2 separate regions of the Sus scrofa genome follow, and region 1 is linked to region 2. The links are chromatin contacts, called in public HiChIP or PLAC-seq maps. All regions are on one chromosome and are shown on one strand. The core of a region is the stretch at or near the end of the contact, and the rest is flanking DNA. Distances in the headings are between cores, read along the strand shown. Region 1 overlaps STAM (signal transducing adapter molecule 1). Region 2 has its middle 150 kb from the start of EPC1.

The links. HiChIP or PLAC-seq counts read pairs in DNA pulled down with a chosen protein or histone mark.
Region 1: a contact with region 2 is called in an H3K27ac HiChIP or PLAC-seq map of alveolar macrophages. The contact joins two enhancer-like sites. A contact is called at or near these places in 1 of 47 Hi-C or Micro-C datasets (embryonic fibroblasts) and 1 of 2 datasets of contacts at active chromatin or transcription factors (alveolar macrophages).

Annotation. Positions count from the first base shown.
Region 1 is chr10:43,969,925-43,976,072 of Sscrofa11.1, reverse strand. The region is part of intron 2 of STAM (signal transducing adapter molecule 1); the gene reads right to left. Among named protein-coding and RNA genes, the nearest start is that of STAM, 26 kb to the right of the region's middle. Within about 2 kb of position 3,367, at least 27 of the 83 cell types and tissues checked have an H3K27ac peak or open chromatin away from gene starts, as enhancers often do. A contact at or near this core is called in alveolar macrophages and embryonic fibroblasts, where this site is marked.
Region 2 is chr10:43,092,935-43,099,285 of Sscrofa11.1, reverse strand. No RefSeq gene overlaps it. Among named protein-coding and RNA genes, the nearest start is that of EPC1, 150 kb to the right of the region's middle. Within about 2 kb of position 2,280, at least 57 of the 83 cell types and tissues checked have an H3K27ac peak or open chromatin away from gene starts, as enhancers often do. A contact at or near this core is called in alveolar macrophages and embryonic fibroblasts, where this site is marked.

The DNA of each region.
Region 1 (6,148 bases), core at 2,118-4,617, 880 kb before region 2:
GTGTGTGTGTGTGTGTGTGTGTGTGTGTGTGAGAGAGAGAGAGAGAGAGAGACTGGGTCACTTTGCTGTACAGAAGAAAACTGACAGAATACTATAAACCACTATAGTGGAAAAAAGAAAAATTATTAAATAAAAAAAATAAAAATCATAGTAAAAAACAGGGAGTTCCCTGGTGGCTCAGTGGGTTAAGGATCTGGTATTGTCACTGCTGTGACTTGGGTCACTGCTATGACACAGGTTCCATCCCTGGCCCAGAAACTCCTGCAAGCTGTGGACACAGGGGAAAAAAAATGTAAACCATAACAAAATGCCAAAGTAAAATCATTGTCTAGGGCAAGTAAAGATGGAAAAATCACACCTAATCAGATCCCAAACTCTACTGTCTAGTCAAGGACTTAGCGCCTATGACTATCCTATCCCTACTTTCTCCTGAATCATCATCTCGATTTCCTCCTTAGAATGGATCACTCTCTCCCGGATACAGCTGCAGCTCCGATTCTACCTTGGAAAAGAGAAAACCCCCATCAAACAACCAGTTAAAGCAAGACTTCACTTAAATAGTGACTAAAACAAGACACTTTATAAAAAACTTCATCAAAAATGTACGAGGTTTATAAGAGGAAAACTTTAAAAATGTACTAAAGGATATAAACAGAAAGACTGGCTACATACTTGGTAGAAAAATTTTTATATCAAAAACATAATGTAGGAGTTCCCGTCGTGGCGCAGCGGAAACAAATTCGACTAGGAACCATGAGGTTGTGGGTGCGATCCCTGGCCTCAATCAGTGGGTTAAGGATCCGGCATTGCCATAAGCTGTGGTGTAGGTCACAGACATAGCTCGGATCTGGTGTTGCTGTGGCTGTGGTGTAGACCTGCAGCTGTAGCTCCGATTAGACCCTTAGCCTGGGAGCCTCCATATGCCGTGGGTGCGGCCCTGAAAAGACAAGAGACAAAAAAAAAAAAGGTAATGTAGTAATTTAAAAATAGGCCCATTTAAAAAGAAATCATTTTGTTTTTAAACTAATAGAGCCAATTTCAAAGTTTATCTGCTGACAGCAGGGAAGAATAAGAGTATCTAGAAAAACTGCGGGAGAAAAAAAAAGAAAACCAACCCTGCCACATACTATAATGTATTATAAGGCTTTAATAATTAAAACCACATGGTAGAGCACATGAATAGATATACAGCAATGGGACAAAAAGGAAAATTCAAAAAAGAGGTCCAAATACATTTGGTAATGTAGTATATAAAGGTAGAATTTCAAATCCGAAAGGACAAAGAAAGACTATTCAGTAAATGCTGTCAGAATTTTGAGGGAGCCAAACAGAACAGTACAAAGTTAGAGCCATACCTCACACTACGCAACAGGATAAATTCCTAACAGATCAAAGACCTAAATGTAAAAAAATGAAATCGCAAGGGACTTTGGAAGACTGGTGGTTTCTTACAAAGCTCAACATAGTTTTATCACACGATCCAGCAACCACACTCCTATGTTTTTACCCAAATGCGTTAAAAACTTATGTCCATGCACACACACACACACACACACACACACAAACATGTTTGACAGCGGCTTTATTCACAATCATCAACAACTAGAAGCAATGAAGATATCCTTCAATTGGTGAATGTATAAACAAGCTATAGTACATCCATACCATGAAATATTCAGAAATAAAAAGAAATGAGCTATCAAGCCATGAAAAGACATAGATGACACTTAAATGCATTTTGCTAAGTAAAAGAAGCCAGTGTGAAAGTGCTACATACCACATACTGAATAACGTTTTGAAAAGGCAAAATTTTAGAAATAGTTTAAAAAAAAAAAAAAAAGAGTGGTTATCAAAGGCTCAGAAAGAGGAAGGAGAGGAATGAACAGTAGAACAACAGGACATTTTAAAGACAGTGAAACTAGTCTGTGTGATACTGTAATAACAGATACATGTCATTATGGACTTGTCAAAAATCAATAAAACTTTACAGCACCCAGTGAGCCTTAGTTATAATGTAAACCACAGACTATTTAATAATAATGTATCAATATTGATTTGTTATTTATAACATACACCACATTAATGACCTCTGCTTTCAACTCTTTGCTTCTTCTCAACTTTAAAATCATAGTATAGATGTTATTACCCCCTCATACCAGTCCCTCCCTGAACAATCTAAGTGGGTCTCCCCTTTTATTCTCCACTAAGCACTCTGCTCACTGTCTTCTTGGTCCATTATTTACTTACTTCTATCTTCTACTCGGTAAATTGTTACCATAGCTGAGGACAAAGGCTGTGCTTGCTTTATTCACCACTGTAAAGCTAAAGCATGACACCCAGGCAGTACTTACTGTTTGTCAAAGGAAAGAAAAAACGATGGATACAGAAAGTATGAAATCAATGGAAGTAATTCTGTGATATTAAGAAAGTGAAAGATACCTTGAAAACAAGACCACGCTTTACCAAAAAAAGCTTTTAATGTTATTCCTGCTGGTAATCCTCCCCTCGTTTAAATTACACTTAAAACCCTAAAAATGAATCAGATTCTCATTTGTAAACTAGAAAAACTCAAGGGTACCTAGAGCTGTTGTGATGATTAAATAAAATAAGGCATTTAAACAAGAACCGGCAGATAATAAGCTGTCAATAAATGTTGGCTATTATTCATAAAAAAACACTAAAGATTTTAAAACCTAAGGCCAGTAAATTGAGGACTGATTATTACAAAATATAGGGAAGAAATCTGTTTCTCAACCTGATGCTGCCCTTCCAACCTGAAGACATCTAAGCCCCAGACTACTTTTCCCTTAAAAGAAATCAGGAAATATTCTATCAACCTCCAGGTGAAGATCAGAAACAGTCAAAGCCCAGGTCCAGGATAAGACAATATAAAGCCAATGAAAACGAATTTTAACAAATTCTTTCCCAAAAGCTTCTATTTATATTTTTCACAAAACGTCAGTAATGACTATCATTTTATCCTTCTAAGTCTATCTAAATAAAAGACTTAATAGACCCCTCAGCCACGTAAAGAAAAAAGTTCATCATGTTTTACACGCTCAGTCAACTATATTTTTGTCAAAAGCTAAGCAAAGAAAGTTAAGCTATAAATAGCACAAATTAATCTGGATGTCAAATACAGAATTTTAACTTTTTATTGTGAATAATCAACACCTACCCTCACATCTATCTTCTACAAACAAATCAATCAAAACTAATAGACAAAAGCTATTTATATGTGACAACAAGTTAAAGAAAACTGCTACTATTATTCTGAAAGTTCTCTTGATTCTGAACAAACAGACGTTTTCAGTCCATCACATGACCTCACTGGCTAAGCATTTTTCAGTACTTACTCAGACACTGGAACGGCACACTAAAGATCATGTGAATATCTTAGGAAGTTAGAAAAAAAATTTGAGAGTGTTTTTGAAAGTTTTAGGTCCAGCATATTTAAACATTTCAGGCTGTTAGGACATACTAAAGAATAAAGTAACTACAAATGTAGAAGAGCATATGTGACATACTTATTGTCTATTAATGCGGGGAAAATACACTTGTGTTTGTGTTGAGAAACAATGGAAAGAAACAACAGTGGTTATCTATAGAGGATGGGGAAGGAAACAGGGATTGGAGTTACACTTGTCAACGTCCATCCTTTAAACTGTTTTAATGTTTGAGGCATGTTAAGTATGCATTTATTTTTGAAGAAAGTACGTATTTCATATAACCGTAAGTATTTCTTTAAAACAATGAACAAACACACACATATGTGTGGTTCAAAGAACACATCAGTAAGATTTTCTCAAAGAGGAAGAATTAAGCAGGGTTTTTTGAAATATCACTGGAACCATGTTTCTGGGTCACAGTTCTCTGACTAAATGAAATTTCGCAATAATTGGCTCTTTATTTCCTCCTTAAAACTTGAGAATATTTTCCAACCACGGCTCTAAAACAGGTAACTCAAAAAAAAAAAAATATTTTAAGGGCCAAACAGATTTTTAAATATTATTTTCTTAAGGAAGAAAGACTTTAATGTAAGTTATTTATTTAATTTATGCAGTAAATTCTATAATGTTGCTGGTTACAAATCATTTTGATTAAAAAACAACAAATCTTACTCAAACAGAAACGCTTTTCCTAGTTTCCTCCACCATGCCTGAATCCATCCTCTTAAACAGACCTGTACGTTTTATAAAATTATAGATTAACACCACGTGCCAATGCTTTTTAAAAAATCCAGACAGTTGCCTAGCATACAAACAACCTCACCAATTACATGCAAACCATAAATTCCTACCTCAACGCGTCCTATCTACATTTGTCTCAGGAATATTCATCTCCCCTTTTCCCTCTCACATCAATCACATCTCAATCTTTCAACACCGCACTGACAACCTACAACACTGTTGAATATTCTTATGCTACCATCAACAACCCATATGCAAACGTATGTATTCTTAGACAGCATAAGCCAGATCTCCATAAGTTTTCCATATAACTAATTATAAAGTGATTTAAAAGATTAACAACAAACTCTAAGTGGCTACCCATTCTGGTGAAGGCAGGGGGTGAGGTGGTCAGTTGTTTAATAGGCTGAGTTCAGTTGGGGATGACGAAAAGATCGGGAGATGGAGTGTGGTAAAGCTCCCAAAACAATGTGAAGGTAGTGCAGGCCACAAACTGTACACTTAAAATCAGATAAAGAGGTAAATTTTATGCCTTTTTTACTTTGCCACAATATAAATAAACTACCTATTAAGAACCCCATTATAAGTAGCCCTTACTTTAATGTTCACCTGAGAAGAACATTAATAACTTTTTATTACTAAATTGGTCTGCAAATCTATAACCCAATTCTGTAATACTCATCCTTAGGCATGGAGGCACAATGCTTACAGGGCTCACAATTTTAGGGGCCCACAAAAATGTTTATATTTCTTTTAAAATAAGAAAAAGATGGACTTTTAGATCAAAGAAAATGTTTTCCCTGCATGATAATACAGTTGTATTTATAAAAATGCAGTCATAAAATATTTGTATTATTTTTCTATGGAGAAAGGGACCCAGGAAGAGAAAAGTGCTAAGGGCCCAGGAATGTCAAAATCTGGCCCTGAAGCCTATCACTCCCTACTGGGAAATTATCAAAGCACAGTAAGAAAGTGAAAATACAACTGGATATGTATGTAAAACGTTATTGTTAAAGAGCAACCATACACATGAGCATATTGTGTGGGTTTGAATTTTTTTTAAACTCCAGTAATACTAGACTTGTATCTCAAGAGCTCTCAGGTTAAGGATCCAGCGCTGTCACTGCAGGGGTTTGGGTTGCTGCTATGGTGTGGGTTTGATTCCTGGCCAAGGAATGTCCACATGCCATGCATGCAGCCAAAAAAAGAAAAAAAAAAAAAAATAAGGTATCTCAATTATTACACAATTCTTTTCAAGCAATTCTTTATTGACAAGAGCTATAGAGAGACATCACATTTACAAAGATAAACAAATAAATGCTTGGACATTAATGAGAATACAAAGGAACTAGAGAGCAAGAGGTATTAAGAAAGAAAAAACAAATGAAAGAAAAGGAAAAGAAGGAAAGAGGGAAAGAAAAAATATTAATTAAAAACAAATAGAATCACCTCTCATTATATAAATCAGCAAAGCTGAACACGCTTCCTAAATAAATTCAGATTTAGCACAATGTCAGTTAAACTCTCCAAAGGATGACAAAAAATTAAGGGAAATGCTGAGGAAGAGAATGTCGCCTAAAGTAAACTTGAAAAAAAATTTTAAACAAGCATCTATCTAAACCTATTTATACTAGATAATAAAAAAAAACAAATAGGAAATAATTGTTTAGAGCTACAGACTAGCCTATTTTAAATATATACATGGATAGACCCTTGAGAGTATTATGCTAGGTGAAGTAAGTCAGAGAAACACAAATGCTGTATGATCTCAGTGATACGTGGAATCTAAAATCAAACTCATAGAAACATAGAGCAGACTGGTAGTTGCCAAGGGGGCGGCAGGGGAGGAGGATGGCGGCAAAATGAATAAAAAGGATCAAAAGGCACAAACTTCCAAATATAAGTAAGTTCTACGGGTGTAATGAACAGCATGGAGAGTAGAGTTACAATACTTTACT
Region 2 (6,351 bases), core at 1,031-3,530:
GCATTAAACAAGAAGGCGATCTTAAAAAGTATGGTTCACTAATAGCCAAAGTGATTTTTAAAATTTATTAATAGAGGTTTGGAAGATAAAAGAGAAAATCTCCTAGAACATTAAGTTTAAACAAAAAAAAAAGGAGGGAGTTCCCATTGTGCAGCGGAAACGAATCTGGCTGGTAACCATGAAATTTCGGTTTCGCTCCCTGGCCTCATTCAGTGGTTAAGGATCCTGCACTGCTGTGAGCTGTGGTGCAGGTCACAGAGGTGGCTCCCAGCAGCGTTGCCATGGCTGTGGCATAGGCTGGCAGCTGTAGCTCCAATTCCACCCCTAGCCTGGGAACCTCCATATGCCACAGGGGCAGCCCTAAAAAAAAAAGCAATAAATAAATAAAATTTTTAAAAAGGAAATATAGGAGGAAAAAAAAAAACAGCTATTAAAAACTGGCTCGGGAGTCCTCCATCTAATAGATTTCCAGAATAAATCAGATAAAATGACAGGAAAGAAATTTCAAAATTATAGCAGAAAACAAGTTCCAGAGAGGAGGAGAGAAATGAAGCATCCTCTGAAAATGACTCAGTGAAAACTAAACAAACGAAAAAAGACACCCTATCAGGGACTGTATGGTGAAATATCAGAACATGATGAATAATGAAAAGATCATAAATGATTCCCAAGGGAAAACAGTAGTTCCCTGCAAAGATTTAAGGAGACAAGTATGTCTCTGGATATCAACATTTAAAGTCAGTGGAACTATGCAATTGAGACTTAAGTGAAACTGATTTTCAACCCGAATTCCGTGCTAGGCAAATTATCAAAGGTGTGGGCAAAATAAGGACAATTAAAAATGGGCAATTGGGAGTTCCCGTCGTGGCGCAGTGGTTAATGAATCCGACTAGGAACCATGAGGTTGCGGTTCGATCCCTGCCCTTGCTCAGTGGGTTAAGGATCCTGCGTTGCTGTGAGCTGTGGTGTAGGTTGCAGACGCGGCTGGGATCCTGCGTTGCTGTGGCTCTGGCGTAGACCGGTGGCTACAGCTCCGATCCAACCCCTAGCCTGGGAACCTCCATACGCCGCGGGAGCAGCCCAAGAAATGCCAAAAAAAACAAATAAATAATAAAATAAAAAAATAAAAACGGGCAATTGGTTAACGTTTTTGCCATCCTTTTAGAGAAAGTCACTTGAGGGTAGTTACTCCAGCAAGATGTCTGTTTAAACGCAGGAACCAAGTGTAAAGAAATTATAGCTGCTCAGCTGGAAGAACAGAAAAAAATCAAAGAGAAGTAAGGTTCCTTAAGTCTTTAAGAATTCACTGGATTTCAAACAGTGGAGAATAATGAAAAGCTTAAGGTTACAAGAAGAAAAAACAAATTATAGTTTTTTTAAAAAAGACAATTGTTTAAGGAAATCATCATTTAATAGAAAGCAAACTAAACTACAACCTAGCATAAGATCAGATAAGTTACATATTTATCTGGGTACATATCCCCTTCACGTGACCCTGGGGTCCACAATTGCGACCTGGGCGCCAGGGACACAGACCACAAAGTTCATGCTTTGAGGAGTTCACAATATAGTGGGAGGCACACCTGTGGGAAAGGGCCTCAGGATAGCAACTTCCAGTAAGTGGAACCGCATTTAAAGAATCCGCACATTGAGAAAATTTACTTGTAGCTTCCCGGGACTCAACCTGAGGTACAACCATCTCTCTGAGACTTCCCGCTCCCGCCCACAGCGCTCGGGCTTCTACCCACAAACTGAGCCCGCGCCAACACTAAAGCGCACGCCCCAAATCCGGTCCAATCAGAATCCGAGCAAATACTAGCGGGACGGACTCACTTCTGGTGGGGCGGAGTCTCAAGGCGGATCAGCTGATGTGATTGGCCGGCCGCGGGGCACACATTCTTTTATGGGCGGAGCCTCGCCCTGAGCGACCTCTAGTAAACTGTTCTAATTAGGGAAGGGTGGGGCGCGGGCGGGGCGTGGAGCTGAGACTGCCCTGGTGTGCGCTTGCGCTGAGAGGGGGACGGGGCGTGTTCCTGGTTCGAATGTTTTAGTTCAGACCGAGTGTTTCTGTCGCCGCCGCGGTGGAAAGCCCTGCGGTATCCAGTCGTTTCCACGCCCAACCTGTTAGGTGCTGCCTTTCGCAGTGAGTATTCGTGTGTGCGTGTGTTGCCTTTGTTTTTACTTCTCCCAGCGCGGCGGGAATGGTGCTGGACCCTTCCCACTCCTCTGCCCCGCCCCCCCATCCTCCTCCCCTGCCCCGCCCCGCCCCCCCATCCTCCTCTCCTGCCCCGCCTTCCCCATCCTCCAACCCCGCACCCGAACCCTGCCAGCTGATGCCCACTTCTCTGGGCTGGGGGAACACTGGAGAGTGCCTGCTGAGAGTTCCCTCATTTCTCCCCCTGCACCCTCCTGGCCGTTGCTCACGTGCTTTGCTGTCGTTTGGTCCAGGTCATGTCCCACTCTTTGGAAAAGTTGGAGGAAAGCTGGGAAAAGGACCAGCCGGAGGTAGACGTGAGCGACCGGGGCATCTCCAACATGCTGACGTCAGCGGCTTGTGTAAGTCTCGGAAGGCTTTTGCCTCGGAGGAAAAGTTTAACAACTGCTGGTCGCAGTGTGAGACGTTATAATGGTTTACATATCACCCTCTGCATGTAAACAGCACTTCTCAAGGGCTTAGCTCAGAAAGCTTGCAGTGAGAATTTGTTCTGTCCCAGCTGAAAAACGGACCAGAGAACCTGGTTAGGAATCACACAGACCGTGCCTGCTGGACCTCATCAGTTGTCTGTGCTGATTAATGGCGTTTGGGTGGATTTTCCACACAGTTTACTAAATAGCCACGGGTTTTTTAATGGAAAATTATTTCTGAATCATTTTTCCATTCTCTTACTATAGTCTTTGGCCCTTGAATAGATCCCACAAAAAAGTTACATAATAATTATTCTTGTACTTGAAGGGAGTTAAACATTTCTTGACTCATTACCTTTTGCTGGGTTTAGTCTCTTAACAGGTCGGACTTTTGTTACCTCTTCCTGTGCTCTTGTGCTGTCTTCCTACCTTTCCCGCTTGCCTCCAGTTTTACTACTGCTGTACTTTAGGCACTGTATCGCTTTCAGTGTTGTTTCCCCTAACATGTATCTTACTGTAACTCTAGAGGATTGCAGACTCACATGGCTTCAGGGGCCAGGTGAGAATGGTCATGAATTCCAGCTTTAATAGGTATCCTCTCTAAAGGGTTAAGCTGTTACACCTGCCACTCAGATCCAAAGAAATGTTACCACGTAGGGATGTTGGCCCAGTGTTGTCAGATTTTTTCTATGAAGCCAAGAATCCAGATTTTTATTTGCAAATGTGTAATTTTTAGATGTTGGCAACTAATTCCACATTAGTGGTGAAGTCAGACACTTCTTCAGGCTGAATGTGGCTGAAGTTTGGACCTTCTCCCTCGCTTGGCCATTGCTAATGGTAATGCTCCAGGTTCCTTGGGGGGACCTGTTTCTTTCTGAATCTGATTCAGATTATGTAATACAGTACTTGGCATGATTACATTAACTGTAATATAAGGATTCTCATAGTCTTGTACTTATAAGTGTTTAATTGTGGTCATGAGGTTTTAGCGCCTGTTCCTTCCATGCATCTGGCACCTCCGCCATGCTGAACTGATGGTCCTTCCTGAACCAGGGCACTCTTGCAGGTTTTGTAATATTGTTCCCTCCCTTTCCATCATCTCCCCCCGCCCAATCCTTCTGCTTAACTGTTGAGAGTCAGCTCAGACCTCACAGCCTGTGTGAAGCCTTCTCTGTCTGTATCAAGCTGATTTAGAGTCCTGCCCCCTTAGTGAAGTTGGACGCACCTTGCTTCCTGACTCGTGTTACTCAGGATCGTGATGTGTTTTTAATCCAGAGCTGTCTCTTCCCCCACTGGGAGGCTGGGGGGACGGAAGCAGTGCAGTGTTCCCATGGGCCTCCTTTGTTATTGTGCCTGGAACATGATAGGTGCTCACAAGTGTTTGACAGATGAAGGAAGGAGTGATGGATTAAGCCTGCAGGTTGATGAGCTCCAGACCTGGATGTGACACTGGAGAAGGGGAGATGTCCAGGGGACCCTAAAAGGGGACGGTTCACTTGTAAGGCCTGGAGAGAGTAGAGTCAGTTACCATGAAGCCCTGGTTTGCACCCGGGACAGAGCTCAGGCTTCGTGCCATTGATGCATCTCGGCAAAGGGCAAGGGGATGCGAAGCCAGAGGTGATGGGTGTTTGGTCATCCTTAGGGATTGGCTGCCCTTAAGCTCAGCTTTTGTACAAGTTAGCACCTCTCCCTCTTGGGATGTGCTGGCCTCTCTCAGGGGTGACAGCTTCTTGGTGGCTGCAACAGAGCAGGTGTCTGCAGTACTGCACTGGGAATTACGGATCTGGATGTATCCTCGCCCTGCCCTGCCCTGCCCTGCCGGGGCCGTGATGGTCCTTGGGGACACAGCTGCATCACAGGCAGAGGATGGTGAGCGGCAAGCAGGGGGCCTGGCTGGGCTGTGCCGTTGCCCCACAGCTCGCTGCTCCTCAGGACTCTTTTTTTTCTTAGAGGGTTGAAAAAAGGTTGCTTTCACCAGAGGAGCTTTCTACTCCTCAGCTTTGAAGAGGAGTCTCTGTGCATGTTTATAAGTGCAGAGGGTGGCGGGAGATATTTCAGTCTGGTTGTATTATCTCTTGGAAGCCTTGGCTTTTACTGAGAAAGAAAAGATAGCCACTTGCCTCCTGAAGAAGTGGTTTCCGGTGTAACATGAGGTGCTGAAAAGTAGGGTCATTCTTGCATTTTCCTAAAGAAGTCACTTTAGGAAGAGCAAGAGCGATTCTTGGAGAGTTTAGTGGAAATGAATTTGGATATTCCTCCTCCTCTGACCTCTGGAATGTTCTAGACCTGGGAGTGGCTGCTTCCTACTATAATGCCCGACTTCTGGAGTCTGGAGGGTCCAGGATGTTTTCAGAATCCCGCCTTCCACTGGGGCTTGTTTAGCAAGTGGAACATAGCATGCTATATAATTTAATATTTTAGGGAGTTCCTGTTGTGGCTCATTGAGTTAAAGACCCAACGTTGTCTATGTGAGGATGCAGGTTCAATCCCTGGCCTCGCTCCATGGTTTAAGGATCTGGCATTGCAGCAAGTTGCAGCCTGGGTTGCAGACGTGGCTTGGATCTGGTGTGGCTGTGGTGTGGGCCTGCAGTTGCAGCTCCCATTCAACTCCTAGCCCAGAAACTTCCATATGTTGCAGGTGCAGCCATAAAAAGGGGGAAAAAATGATGTATTAAAATACTTGGCATGATTACATTAGCCGTAATATAAGGATTCTCCTTGTCTTTACTTAGAAAATTTTAACTGTAATCATGGGGTTCTACGTATTAGTATCAAGATTGAGGAGTTCCCATCATGGCTCAGCAGAAACAAATCTGACTGGCATCCATGAGGACCCAGTTTCAATCCCTGGCCTAACTTAGTGGGTTGAGGATCCAGCGTTGTGGTGAGCTATGGTGTAGGTCGCAGATGCAGTTCAATTCTGGCTTTGCTGTGGCGTAGGCTCGCAGCTACAACTCCAATTCAACCCCTAGCCTGGGAACCTCCATATGCTGCAGATGCGGCCCTAAAAAAAGAAAAAAAAAATTGAACGCAGGGAACAGCTGATGTACATGGACAGAAGATAATTATTGAGTGTCAAGCTTTCCCTTCATTATCCTTACTTTGTTAAGTTTTGCAAACCATGAGCAAGACTTAAACGTTGAAGATAAGAATGGACGTTGTGTCCCTATTCTAAGCATAGGAAACGGGCTTCCTTTCTGCTTGGGAGAGTCCTGTCTGAAAAACGAAGCCTTTTCAGAGTTCCCATATGGCTCAGCAGGTTAAGGACCCTACATCGTCTCTGCACAGATGCGGGTTTGATCCCCGGCCTCTCTCAGTAGGTTAAGGATCCAGTGTGGCTGTGGCGTAGGTCAGCAGTTGCAGCTCCAACTTGACTCCTGGCCGGAGGACTTTCATATGCTGCAGGTGCAGTCATAAAAAGGAAAAGAAAATTATGTAATACAGTACTTGGCATGATTACATTAACTGTAATATAAGGATTCTCATAGTCTTGTACTTATGTGTTTAACTGTGGTCATGAGGTTTTATGTGTTAGTATCAAGATTGATTCTAGGGACCAGCGGCTGATTTGCTTGGACAGCATGATTATTGAGTCTCAAGCCTTCTCCTCATTATCCTGACTTTGTTTAGTTTCTTAAATGATGAGCAAGACCTAAACCCTGAAGAAATGAGTGGAGGCTGTGCACTTATTCTAAGTTTAGGAAACGGGCTTCCTTTCTGCTTGGG